Regions from separate parts of the Anser cygnoides genome. Here region 2 is linked to region 1. Evidence: chromatin contacts called from public Hi-C data. All regions are on one chromosome and are shown on one strand. The core of a region is the stretch at or near the end of the contact, and the rest is flanking DNA. Distances in the headings are between cores, read along the strand shown. Region 1 holds the start of BOD1 (biorientation of chromosomes in cell division 1). Region 2 overlaps LOC125184912 (a long non-coding RNA gene).

Region 1 (5,926 bases), core at 910-3,409:
ACTTCAAGTACAGGTAGGAAATTCTGTACTTACAGTGGATACCCTCTTCTGTAATTACAGATTAAAAACTGAAACTAGTGTTAGGTACTAATGATCTGCAGTTTCCATCAAGCGAAATACAGCTGCTTCTGCGTGCAAGACATTCTAATAACTCTTCTTGTAAGCATAAATGCCATTCTCAAGTTCACTACTGCCCTCTCCCCGCAACACTGTTTATATCAATGACTTTCAGTCAAACAAGCTAGGGCTCATACTTCGGGCTGTGATGAGTTAGCAGCAGGAGGTGCTAAACCTAGATCTCTAAGCAGTGAAGTTCAATCTGGCTTTCCTGCTGTGCTGGAAGTACATCTTAAATAGCTGTTAAGAAGCTATCCTCTGCTGCATGAAATCAGGCTAGCCCCGTTTCATTACTGCCTGCTAGTGGCTGGAGTCTACTTAAACAAGCTTTGGAATCTTAAAGAGTTTTTCTTTAAGTGACACCGGCTCTCCTCCTTTCAGAAAAGGAAGACCAAGGTTATTCAGCTCAGCATTTCAGGTACAGTTTTACTGAGTGGGCAGTATTGGGCATTTGCAGCAATAACCTGGCTAGCTAGCAAATGTGAGTACCTCACCATGCTACCCAATTCATGAAAACTACAAATTTCAGGTAAAGCAGTAACATAAGCCTTTCCATGAGAGTATGACTGCATACGCTCTTATAATGAAACTCAAGAGACCGCAACAGAAGGCGCTGTGAGAAACTTAATGCTGCGAATTCTTATTTGACTTAGGTAGTGAGATGGTTATACATTACTTATCAAATAGCATTACCATTGGTTTGCAGACCGGTGCTTACTTACTGAATCACACTCTGTCTGAGCCCATTTCGTAACTGGTTTTTGTTCATTGTTGGATTCCATTCCTGTTTGTCCAGGTGGGTCGATACAAAGTTGTCCACCTTCTGCCTCAAATTTTGATAGGCTGGCTAAACAACAGCAACAAAAAAAATCCAGTTAAACTGCTAAAAGATCCCCAACACCCTGCCAGAATCCTGCATAGTACTTCTTTTGTTGTGTACACTACTGTTTTGTTGTCTGTATTCCCCATCCCTTCACTTTCTAAACAAAGGCAAGCTTGTTTTACTTAACAACACAACTGGTAATTGCAAAGAGCAGCCTGTCAGCATACTGTTACAATAACTGAAATAGCAGGAGAGATTTGCTTAAAACTTGTTGTCTGTTCATAATTTTACTTAGTGAAATACAAACTGCCTGTGCAGACAGGAGTTGTTCATACAGAGCTGTTCTCGTCTGGAAACCGTCTATCAGAGAATTCCTAGGAAACTCAGTAATTAGCGAGTGCTTCTGTCACCAGAGAAAGTTATTTGCTTCTGTGACACTAACATTAAAGCTAGAAATTTGAAGGGTTTTGTAGGTGGAAATTTAGATTAATTCCCGTTTACTGGAAATAAAAAAAAACTATACAGTACATACGGCCACTGAGATTATGGTACCATAAAAGGAGTGGCACCACCCAGGAGCATGGCAGCACTTAAACTTCACATTTGGTATGAATACGGGGTGATGAATTAAAGTGTCGGTAACAGAGGTGCAGTGCCCATCAGGACAGCAAGACCAAAGGCCGGGTACCTCTGCCCTGGCCGTGGTGCTGTGGCTGCCCTGGGCAGCCCTCCTGGCACCCCCGACAGCTTCAGGAACAGCCGTAGGCTCCCACTGCGGCTTCCAGCACAGGCCTCGTGCTGAAACCTTACAAGTTTAGGCAGGCGAAACGCCGCCCTGACAGGGCAGCCGATGCCTTAGGAACTTGTGACTGAGAAAAAGGCCCGGGGAGCCCCGCAGCGCCCAGAGCGGCCCGAGGAGAGGGCCGGGGCCGGGCCGGGCCGGGCCGGGCAGGTCGCACCTTGGTGTCCACGTCGGCCAGGCAGTCCCTGCGGAAGCCGTCGAAGAGGCCGCGGCTCTTGAGCTGCTCCACGATGATGGCGATGAGCTGCGCGTCCCCGGGCGGCAGCGAGGCCGGGTCGGCGGCCCCGGGCCCCGATGCGGAGGCCGAGCCCCCGGCCGCCCCGCCGCCGCCCGCCGCCCCTCCGCCCGCCCCGCCCGGGGCGGCCCCGCCGCCGCTGCCGCTCTCCGACATGGCCGGCGGCCGCCACCCGCTCGCCCCAAGCCGTCGCCGGCGGCGCGCCGCGCGTCGCGTAGCCCCGGCGCGTTGCATCTCGGGGGAGCGAGTCCTCCGCTTGAGGCGCCCTTATAGCCGGCGAGGAGCTGTGAAGATCGGCAGAACTACGACTCCCAGGGTGCATCGCGGCGGGACGGCGGAGGGGAGGGGAGGGGGCTTTCGCGGTGCAGCTTGGGAGTTGTAGTTCGCTGGGGGGGGCTGAGGTGGGCCTTGCCAGGCCCTCGGGGGGCTGCCGCAGCCCCGGGGCGGTACGGGGCGGGCGGTGCTGTGCCCCCCCGGAACGCAGACGTGGGGAGTAGCCGTCCCGTCCTGGTCATGCCCTGGGACCCCCGGGGGTGTTCCCCGCTTTGTGACTTGGGAGTGGTTTTCAGTGGGATGGTGAGGACGGCACTGGTGTGATCTGAGAACAAATCGATTTTCCTGGGATTTCGTTCATTACATCATTAACAAAAGGAAGGGTGGTCCTCAAACCAGTCCTCTTAGAGCCAATCAACCCGCGTTACAGGTGCTTTTCCTGTTGTGTGGCCTTAGACACACTCTTAGACACTGCTCTGACTGCGAGCTCTGGGGTACAAATTACATACATTAGTTTAATTTCCCAGTCACGGTGTAGGGAAGGATTTAACACAGCAGGATGTGCCAGCTGCAGGAAGACCCTGCATGAGAGCAGTAATGCAAAGACACACCCTGTAGGTGCGTCCTCGCCTCTCTGTACGCTGCTGACTGCGTACCAAGATGGCAGCGTTCTGCATGCGCTGTCCTTCTCTGCCTGATTAAAATTCAGCAGCCCTGACAAGCAGCATAAGCTGTCCCTTTCCATCTGGCACCTCTGAGGAGAGAAGAGGGGAAAAAACCTGGTAGTGTTTACAGAGCCCGAGCTTTACTCTGACAAAAGCATCTCGTGCAAATGCTGCATTTCGTGAAGATGCACGGGCACTGTTCTGCGAGAGCAGAAGAGCAGTCCCTCCGCCCGGGTGCCCCGTCCCTGTCCCTGGTCAACTCTCTCCAAGATGGGTATAAGCCCCCTCGGCCCACCCAGCAGTCCCGCTGGCCAGCTGCCCGCTGCCATTTCTCCCCGCCGCTTGTGAGCAGCTCGCGGGTGTGCTGGCTTTCACGTGGAGGCAAGGCCGGCTGGGATGGTTTTAGCTGCATGGCCGTAGTGCCCGGCCCGGGGGGTCCCCACAGGTGGGTTGTCGCGTTCAAGCCCCGCAGTGGTGCAACAAGAGGCCCCTGCATTTCTCTTTAGTTTCGCTCTGCACAGGCAAGGAGCAAAGGGAAGGCTCGGGGGTCGCCTTGTGGCTTCTTCCACCAGCAAATCGCTTTTTTTTTTTTTTTTTAAATTAATTGATTTTTGAGACGAGGATCTGCTGTCAGCCCGCTCCTCGGTCCCACGCGTTGCTTCTCGGGCGCGGCTGGAGGCGGCTGCCCCGGCAGAGGGCACCCCGTCCCCTCCTCAGCCCAGGCCCGTCCTCTCCTCTGTCCCATCCCGTCCTTTCCTCAGCCCCATCCCGTCCCCTCCTCTGTCCCCTGCCGTCCCCTCCGCACCCAGCCGGGGCCGGGCTCCAGCAGGGAGCGGGCGGCAGCAGCCCGAGGCCGCCTCTCCCTGCCCGCACCCACCGCGGGGAGGGCCGGGCCGGGCCGGGAGAAATCCAGCCCGGGCTTCATTCCCTGGGGGCTCCCGCAAGCCGACATCCCTCCCAATTAACAAATGACTCCTCGGCACGGCACGGGCAGGTGGTTTTTGGGGTGTGCGGAAAGGGGAAACCTGGTAGGTAGCAGGGCGAGTGAGGATTCGTCGTGTTTTTTACAGGTTGGCTGGCTGCGTGACCCAGCTCAAGCAGTGTTTTAGAAAGGGGTTGGGGATCTGTAGCACAAGAAAAGCCCAGCATTTCACCTCATCTGTTGGGATATTTTTGCTCGTCATCATAGCCTGTTAAACCCCAGTGTGTGACATAAAGCAGGCCGGCCCCCAAGGGGGAGAATTCTGGACCTGTCCGTGCGTCAAACCTAGTGCAAAATTTGTGCTGTCTGTGAACTCTTCCCCTTCTGTATCCCTGCCCTCAAGGAAAGATCCAGGCGGTTTGCACAGTTAGGTTAGTAGGAGGCTCGGGAAGGGCGAAATCTTACCTGTTTTCTGCTGGTTTTGAAGACCCAGTTCTTGTGATGTAATACGTGTGTAGGGTGTTTACAGCAAAGCTGTAAGCCTGAGGAGGAAAGTTTATTTCAGGAGAAATACCTATAAAAAAAAATATTTAGAAAGCTATTTGATCAAAATCAAATCAATGATATTTAGTGTATTTTCCTGTGTTACAAGCCCCCTGAAACCCATTCCTTTGCTTGACCAGGGGAGATAAAAATTCTTAATCGTGGTTTAAATTGGTAAAGTACCACCCTTCCAGAGTCGCGCGTTCTGTCACAGAAGCTCAGCTCTTTTTGTCGGTGGTTGCCACCACTGCCTCCCTCCAGGTTTCCTCTGTTCACAGCCCCCACTCTCCACCCACCCCCTGCTGCTATCGCAGGAGCAGCAAACCAGCTCCTGTTTTCTTGGAAATTCTGATATCATGGGGAAAAAGTTCCCCTCGGCTCCAGCTGCCTACAAAAAGTCATGGACATGAACGTTCATGGTGAACGTTGTAAACCCTGTTTTATACTGCACTGCTGGTTTTGCATGATTGCTAACATTTCTTCCTTAGATGATGCGTGTAGCTTTTTCCTACGGCATGATTTGAAGCACAAGCCCCTGCCCATGAGGGTTTGGGGTGGGGGCAATCAGTGTGGCTGGCAAAGGGGAAGGCTCCCTTTCCTCTCTGAGGTCTTCTAGCTCCTGTGTCAGTGTTAAGTGATGCAGACTGGATGGAGGAGACACAGTTGGCACTTTTCTCTTCCTTCTGACAACCTCCAGCCACAAAACTAAAAGCCAGTTACTGAGTCTAGCTTCTAACAGCTTTGGCCATACCAATGATCAGAAAAATGTGGAGCTGCAGAGCCCCACTGCAGGGGCGGGGGGCGAAGCTTCGTACGCACGCATGGGCTCCCTCACACATGTCTGGGCTGCTAGTGACAAAATTACTGAACTCTGCTTCGACTGAAAACTTGTAGTGTTTTAGCATCAGTTCTGGTTCTCTTGAAAAACTGGAGCATTGAACTGGGAGCATGATTTTCCCATTGCCTGTGTGTTTTGGGTTTGGGAATAGCATAAGGAGATAGCAAAAGAAAGTCTGTGTTAACCCCAAAGGGAGATCAGACAGAGCTCAGCAGGTATGCAGGCAGTCCCTTCTCTGCATGGAATTCTTCCCCTGTAAATCCAACCACTTTATAAATAAATAAATATTTCCTTTCTAATTTCCATGTAGGAAAAGCCCCCTAGGAATCTTGCCATGCTATCAAAAAGCGTTTCAGGCTGAAGTTGCTCATTGACTTTTGTTGTCCCAGCCTAGCTCGCAAAATGGGCACCTGACGGATGTGTATTTTCTGCCATGGAAAGCAGCATCAGTGCCAGGTTTCATCACCACCACCACCTTCAGTTCCTCTGTAGGAAGGGCTTTCTGGGTTGGACATGGGGTCGCAGGAGGAGGAGAAGACCATGTGTCCCTGTGATGTGCTGCTGGAGGCAGAGCTGGTACTGAGACAGCCTTACCCTGTGCAATGCAAAAACCAGCTGCTCCCGAGCAGGAGCTGTGGAAGCTGCCTCCCTCCCTCCCTGCACTGGGACCTCCAGCAGTACAGACCCAAATCTGCTTTGCTGTTCTGA
Region 2 (5,695 bases), core at 2,546-5,045, 130 kb before region 1:
TCTGCTCTTAGAACAAGGCTGTAGTCCATTTTGCACACCTAGGTGTCCTGCTTGGCCTCCAGCTGCTGCTCCAGAAGGCCACCGATCTCCAGGAGGTCCCGTGTCCCACCTGCCAGCCCTGAATGGGTATCTTGGATAACCTGCACACCTCAGCTGGCTCCTGACACCCGCATTTTGGCAACAAATGCCTTGCAGCTCACGCTAGACGTTGCTGTTGTTCTGCTGCGTGATCTGGAGCAAGTCACTTCTCCCTGCTCCTTTCATCCTTGGCTGTGGCTATTTTGAGAGTCACCTCCTTGGTCCATGGGCTCTCTCGTACCAGGTATTTACCTGGATCAGAGGAGTAATACACGGGTAATAACCATGTGGCCCAGACCCACCTGCCAAAAGCAGCAGGTCCAACAGGTCCAACTCGACATCCATGTGCACAGCGAGCTCCGGCTGTGTGCAGAGCACAGAAATCCTGCCCATGTGCAGCTGGGGCTGCCCGCCACCTGGAAATTGAGTAGGGGATCATAAAAGGTGGGGGGACCAGAAAATGGACAGATCGGTACAGGAATAGCAGGGAAGATGGTGGCAGTGGATGTGAAATTATCAGTGTTTTGGCTTTCTCCTCCCTTCCAACTGGACAATGACATCCCTTTGCTCTCGGGCAGGGTTTTCAGGGACCAGAGCTGCCTCCTTCCCGTGCCATACAGTGTGTGCAGGCGTAGCCTCATTAGCAGCTCATTAGTAGCACTCCCTCCCTTTTCTATTTATTTATTTATTTTTTAATCCTTCTTCACCAATCTGGGCAGTGAGTGCCCAGCAGAGTCAGCAGAAGAACAGAGGTGTGATGTCTTTTCTTTTAGGAATTTTTTTACTCTCGGTGCCTTCCCCCCCTGCCCAGCGTGTCCCTGCAGATGTCGCTCCTCAGGACACAAGGCAGTGGAGTTTGCCTCCTGCCATCCACCCACAGTGATTCCGCTGAGAAGTGACCAGAGGCAGGTTTACTCCTTGATTTCTGCCATCAGCTCCATTCCCTTGAAACTCCTTGAAAAGCAAACTGGGGCACGACTCAGGGTTCCCATTTGTCTTGGCTTCTTTCCAAGTCTTCACAGTTCCTTCCCTTTCAGTTTTTGTCCGTTTTTACTCTTTCTCTTTTGTTTCTTATTTCCCTCTCTGCTGCTTTCTTCAATTTTCTCCTTTCCTTTCTCCCCCTTTCTCTTCCTTCCTCTCTCTCTTGCTGCTGGATATTATGAGCAGTGACAGCAGCCGCTGGGGGCTGGAATCCAGGGAGATAACAGCACTGCCATGAGAATCCGTCTGCTCGGCTACAATTAGCCCTGCTGATATCTTTCACCTGGACAGAGCTGCCTTATCATTGCTACTTCTTGGAAAATGAAGGGTCACAGATACTGATCGCAGATAGCACGACTCTGGCATTTCCCTCTGGTTTTCATGTTGCTGGAATCCCTTTTTGGCTCCCTTCTCCATATGATTAGTTTTGCATCTCTCTTGTTCAGCTGTGCTGCTGTCAGATGGAAAGCAGGCACCGCAGCTTTCCAAAGGGCGTACGGCTCAGACAGAGACCCGGCTACATTTACCTGATGTGAGCAGCAGCACACGTCCATGGATCCTGCGTGTTTCTGAAGTTCAAAGCCAGAAATAAAATAACGCGTCAGTGCCCCAGGGCCTCTTTATGGTAAGTTGTTGCCCTGTCTTTGGAAACTCTGGAGAAGGGCGCAAGCCAGAGCCAGCTGGGCTTGTTAAGCGTTGGGCCGATCCACCCACCCTTCTGCTGGCTGCTTGCGCAGTTCCTGACTAGCAACGTGAAGATATTGGCAAATGCTGCCACGGCTTTTTTTTTTTCCACCGTGGATGAGTTTTGGCAACTGCTTCTTGAGTCCAGAGACAGCATGGTTGTCCTTCGTGGTCTTTGTTTTGGTGGCAAGTCCACCCTGATAAAAAAATTGTAGTCCCTGCTTTGCATTTCCCTGCTTCTGATACCTTTCTTTCTGTTAGCCTTACAAATACTGCTCTGTAGCAAGAATAAAACTTGATTTCTTCCCTCTCTGGACTTTGAAAGAGTCTGAATGGAAGAACAAGCTTAGCAGCAGGGCTGCATTTAGCTGAGATGGAGACGGCCTTTCTCCAACTCTTTGTGTCTTCCTTCTCTCTTGCTTTTCTGTGATTTATGGGTACAGTCGCTGTTGTTAGAGATCTGTTGGGCTGCATGTAGAGAGGTGAAGAGATACTGAAATTAAGCTAATGGCTCTGGGTCATAACTGGATGAGAAAACCTGCACTGGCAGAGAACTGGCAGCCCATTGACCACCTTATAAAGATGCCCTTCAGGACAAATGCAGAGATCGTTGTTAGTGCTTTCTCTCTCTCTGTTTTTGCCCCTGATTTGCTCCATTTGCAGACAGTACTCAGTGGCAATCAGCATGGCCCTGGGAGTCAGAACGGATATTTCTAAGTCTTTCCTTCTCCTTTTCCCCTGATCTGGTTGGACTCCAAGTCCCTTTTTGCCATTTTCATATGAACTCACAGCTATGGATTGCAGTCTTGGTTGGGGTCTGTTGTAGCCTTTCTGCCAGTAGCAGCATTTTAGCTGACTGCATGCCCTGTAGCTGTAACCTGTGAGATGGTGATACCACTGTCACAGCTCCTGCTGGCTCTGTGTGCCGCCAGATTGCTCAGTACCGTATATCCAGCTTGAACATGTGAACATATTTATATTTTGGTCAGCTGGAGCACACAGGTTGAACCAGCTTTATGCTTCTGCAGTGACTGTGGTTGCTTGTGAGACGGCGATCGGGATGATTTCTGCCAATACGAGCCAACATGTTGGGGGCACCAGCCCACATTTTGTGGTGTAGCCAGTGCCACGTGAGGGTCCCTGATACCGGACCCGCTGTGTTTCTGCTGGAGAAGTAAGCTGTGTTTGCAGGTGTGTGAGTGTCACTGAGTGTAATAAAGCCGGGGTTGTGTAAGAGTTACTACAGGTGTCCAACGGTGCAACTACACCTGCGGCACTGCGCTCGCAGCCGGGCATAGCCTCGAGTGCAGCCCCCGCTGGCAAGGGCACGGGGCTCGTAGTCCCTCGCTTCCTGCTGATGTCCTCCAAAGCAAACCCGCAGTCGGAGTAACTGGTTTCTAACGGCTCGATGGGTGTTACGGCTCCTGGAGTGTTTTAAGTTAACTCATTGTCTTGTCCTCAGGAGAACTGCAAAGATGTGAAAATACTCATGGCTTTCTTTCAAAGCCAAGGATGGGCGTTGCCCTGGGTTTCTTTATCCTAGGGAGCTTTGAGTTACTGTTACAGCCTCTGCCCTCTCCGTCCTGCCTCTGCCTTGCCCTGGTAGAAAATGTGGTTCTACAATTACCTGCCCACCCACCCTTAGTCCAGACAGAAGAAAACATAGGTGAGTCGCCAGAGGAATGCGAATCCAATAAATTGCGACACTTGTGTGTTTATCTGACCTTCACTGTTTACAAATTTGGCTGGCAGTCTCATGAAAGAGGATCTGCCCAACGTATTGGTCAATTGGACCTTAATGCTCTTCTTGTTTCTGGTCAGCCTGGCAATACTGTAAGAACAGTTTGTTCTAAGCAAGCTCCTGAATGAGTTTGTGTGCTTAAATGGCATCACCGCACATTCTCAGTGCTGTCGCCTGGTCTTTTTTTACTCCACCCTTCCAAGCTTTTGACTTCGAAGTCATGGCTCAGAATAATTGCTGTATTTACTCAAATTAAATGGTCACATCCTGCTACCGTCTTCACTGGGAGGGTACAGTTGTTCTTTTCTCCTCTGGAGAGAGGCCTGACCACTTTTCCAGGACGTATCAGTGCTGTGCTGCTTTACTGTGGGATCAGCAGCAGGAAAGGGAGAGGGCGCCTTTACTTCTGTAGGACGGCCAGAATTACAGCAATATGGTGTGTAATGTCATGAAGCCCAGCAAACTTTATTTCAGGTTTTTAAAAGCAGCATTTAAGTCTTATCTTTGTGAAGTTTAAAATGTCTAAAACAATTCTCTGTTGAAGGACGCTGTGGATCGCCTGCTCTCCACAGTTTGCAAATTGTCTGCGCTTCGAGAGCGCTGCAAAAAAACCCACCCATGCCTCAGATTCAGACATTTCTGAATGTGGGATGTTTGAGAACAGATTATTTTCAGCCTCGTCTATTTTCTGACTCTATTAAGATCCTCCCTGATAAGCCTATGCAGTCAGGAAAGCTCCAGTGATTCCCAGCTCCAGCAGGAGCCTAATCCTAACGTATTGCTGTTATCAATAGGATATTTTACCAGAGGCTTTGGTGAAACCAAGAATAGGCCTTTAATTATTATCCAAGACTCATTCCCCAGTCCTGGCTTGTCGGCTGTGGCCAGCTTTCACTAGTCCATGTAATGCAGATAGCCACAAAGTACATCTCCTCCTCCAGGAATCTGCAGAGTCAGCGGCTGCTGCCTCGGGCTGCCCGGACCCTCGGGAGCCCTTTCTTGCTGCAGAGCGGCTTCAGCTTCCTCGGGCATCCTCTGCGCCCTCCAAAGCGTCTCGGTTGTTTTGACTCCCCGTTTTTGTACAGGACACCGTGCTTTTAATGGGCCTTCGCAGGCTCGTTGCTTTCCTGCTGGCACGGCCCCACACGTGAGGCTTCTTCATGGCCTCAGGTGCCTGAGGAGAGGTGGTCTGGCTGGTGGTCTGCTGCTGCCGCCAGAGCCCCTTTTGGGCCGTGACCCTCTCCTGTGATACATTGACCCGTAGCCCTGAGGCTGGGACTAGCCGACAGCCAGGAGTCATTATAAAGAATAAAAACTATTTCAAAGAATGCCTCAAACTTGTGCATCGCGCCCCTCTGCAGGCGGATTTCGTAGTGACTTGGTTTCGTGTCAGCTTAACAAAACGCTGAATGTGCATAATTCCTTTTCATTTTGTCTTAAAATAGGACATCTAAATCAGGCTCTCCGTAGGCCTTTCCCAGTCTCTCCTGGCTGTCAGCTTTCACTGAGCTTCCCCACACCTCCCACCGCATTTTTCTGCGGGGTAGGAAGAGACTGAAATGTAAGTGGGATTATGCCTGGGTGACAAATGCAGCCCGATGTGATTGCGGGACGGAGAAAAGCAGATACAAAGAGAGCCAAATCTGGGAAATGGAAGTGGGCTTTACAGAGGGGATTACGTGCCACAATGCCTCAGATAGCAGCGCGTGGATCCTGCTCCGTGTTAAAAAGCAGCCTGGTTTTAGCCTTCCCATTCGCACAACGCTCTCTGCCATTTCTAATGACAGCGGGGAGAGCTGGGACTGGCTGTGCCACAGGGGCATTTTGTTCCTGCAGCGCGTGAGCTGCCCTGGGCTCGATTTCAGCCCTGTTGCGGTGCCCGTTGCGGAATCGTGCTCCAGACACGCCGCCATCAGCGCCACCGGTCCGGGGCGTGCTGCAGCGGCACTGCCCAGGGCTCTGCTGGCCAGCAGAGGAGGAATACCCTTAAAAAACCCTAAATCCCTATCAGTGCGGAGCGTCTCCCGGCAGCCTCTCCAAAGATGACTCCTTATTTTAAAAGAATTTCTAAATAAACTCCAAGCCGCATTTTATAAGAGAGGATGGTATTTGCAGAAAAGGTCAAGAATATAACAGTCAGCATCCTCGGAGATAGGAATTCTCAGCCCCTGCAGCTTCCCATAATTTGTCATGGCTTTAAACCCTCAAGTC

The links. A called contact is a pair of places that touch in the nucleus more often than the background predicts.
Region 2: a contact with region 1 is called in a Hi-C map of liver, with 1.9 times the contacts expected there. The contact joins the enhancer-like site here to the promoter of BOD1 in region 1. A contact is called at or near these places in 3 of 7 Hi-C or Micro-C datasets (granulosa cells and liver).

Annotation. Positions count from the first base shown.
Region 1 is chr14:10,309,917-10,315,842 of Taihu_goose_T2T_genome, reverse strand. It overlaps BOD1 (biorientation of chromosomes in cell division 1), which reads right to left and starts at 2,159. Exons shown (of 4, transcript XM_048080451.2): 1 at 1,900-2,159; 2 at 840-964. The coding sequence starts at 2,133.
Region 2 is chr14:10,438,466-10,444,160 of Taihu_goose_T2T_genome, reverse strand. All of the region lies in intron 2 of LOC125184912 (a long non-coding RNA gene), which reads left to right. Among named protein-coding and RNA genes, the nearest start is that of STC2, 18 kb to the right of the region's middle. Within about 2 kb of position 3,795, at least 1 of the 3 cell types and tissues checked has open chromatin away from gene starts, as enhancers often do. A contact at or near this core is called in liver, where this site is marked.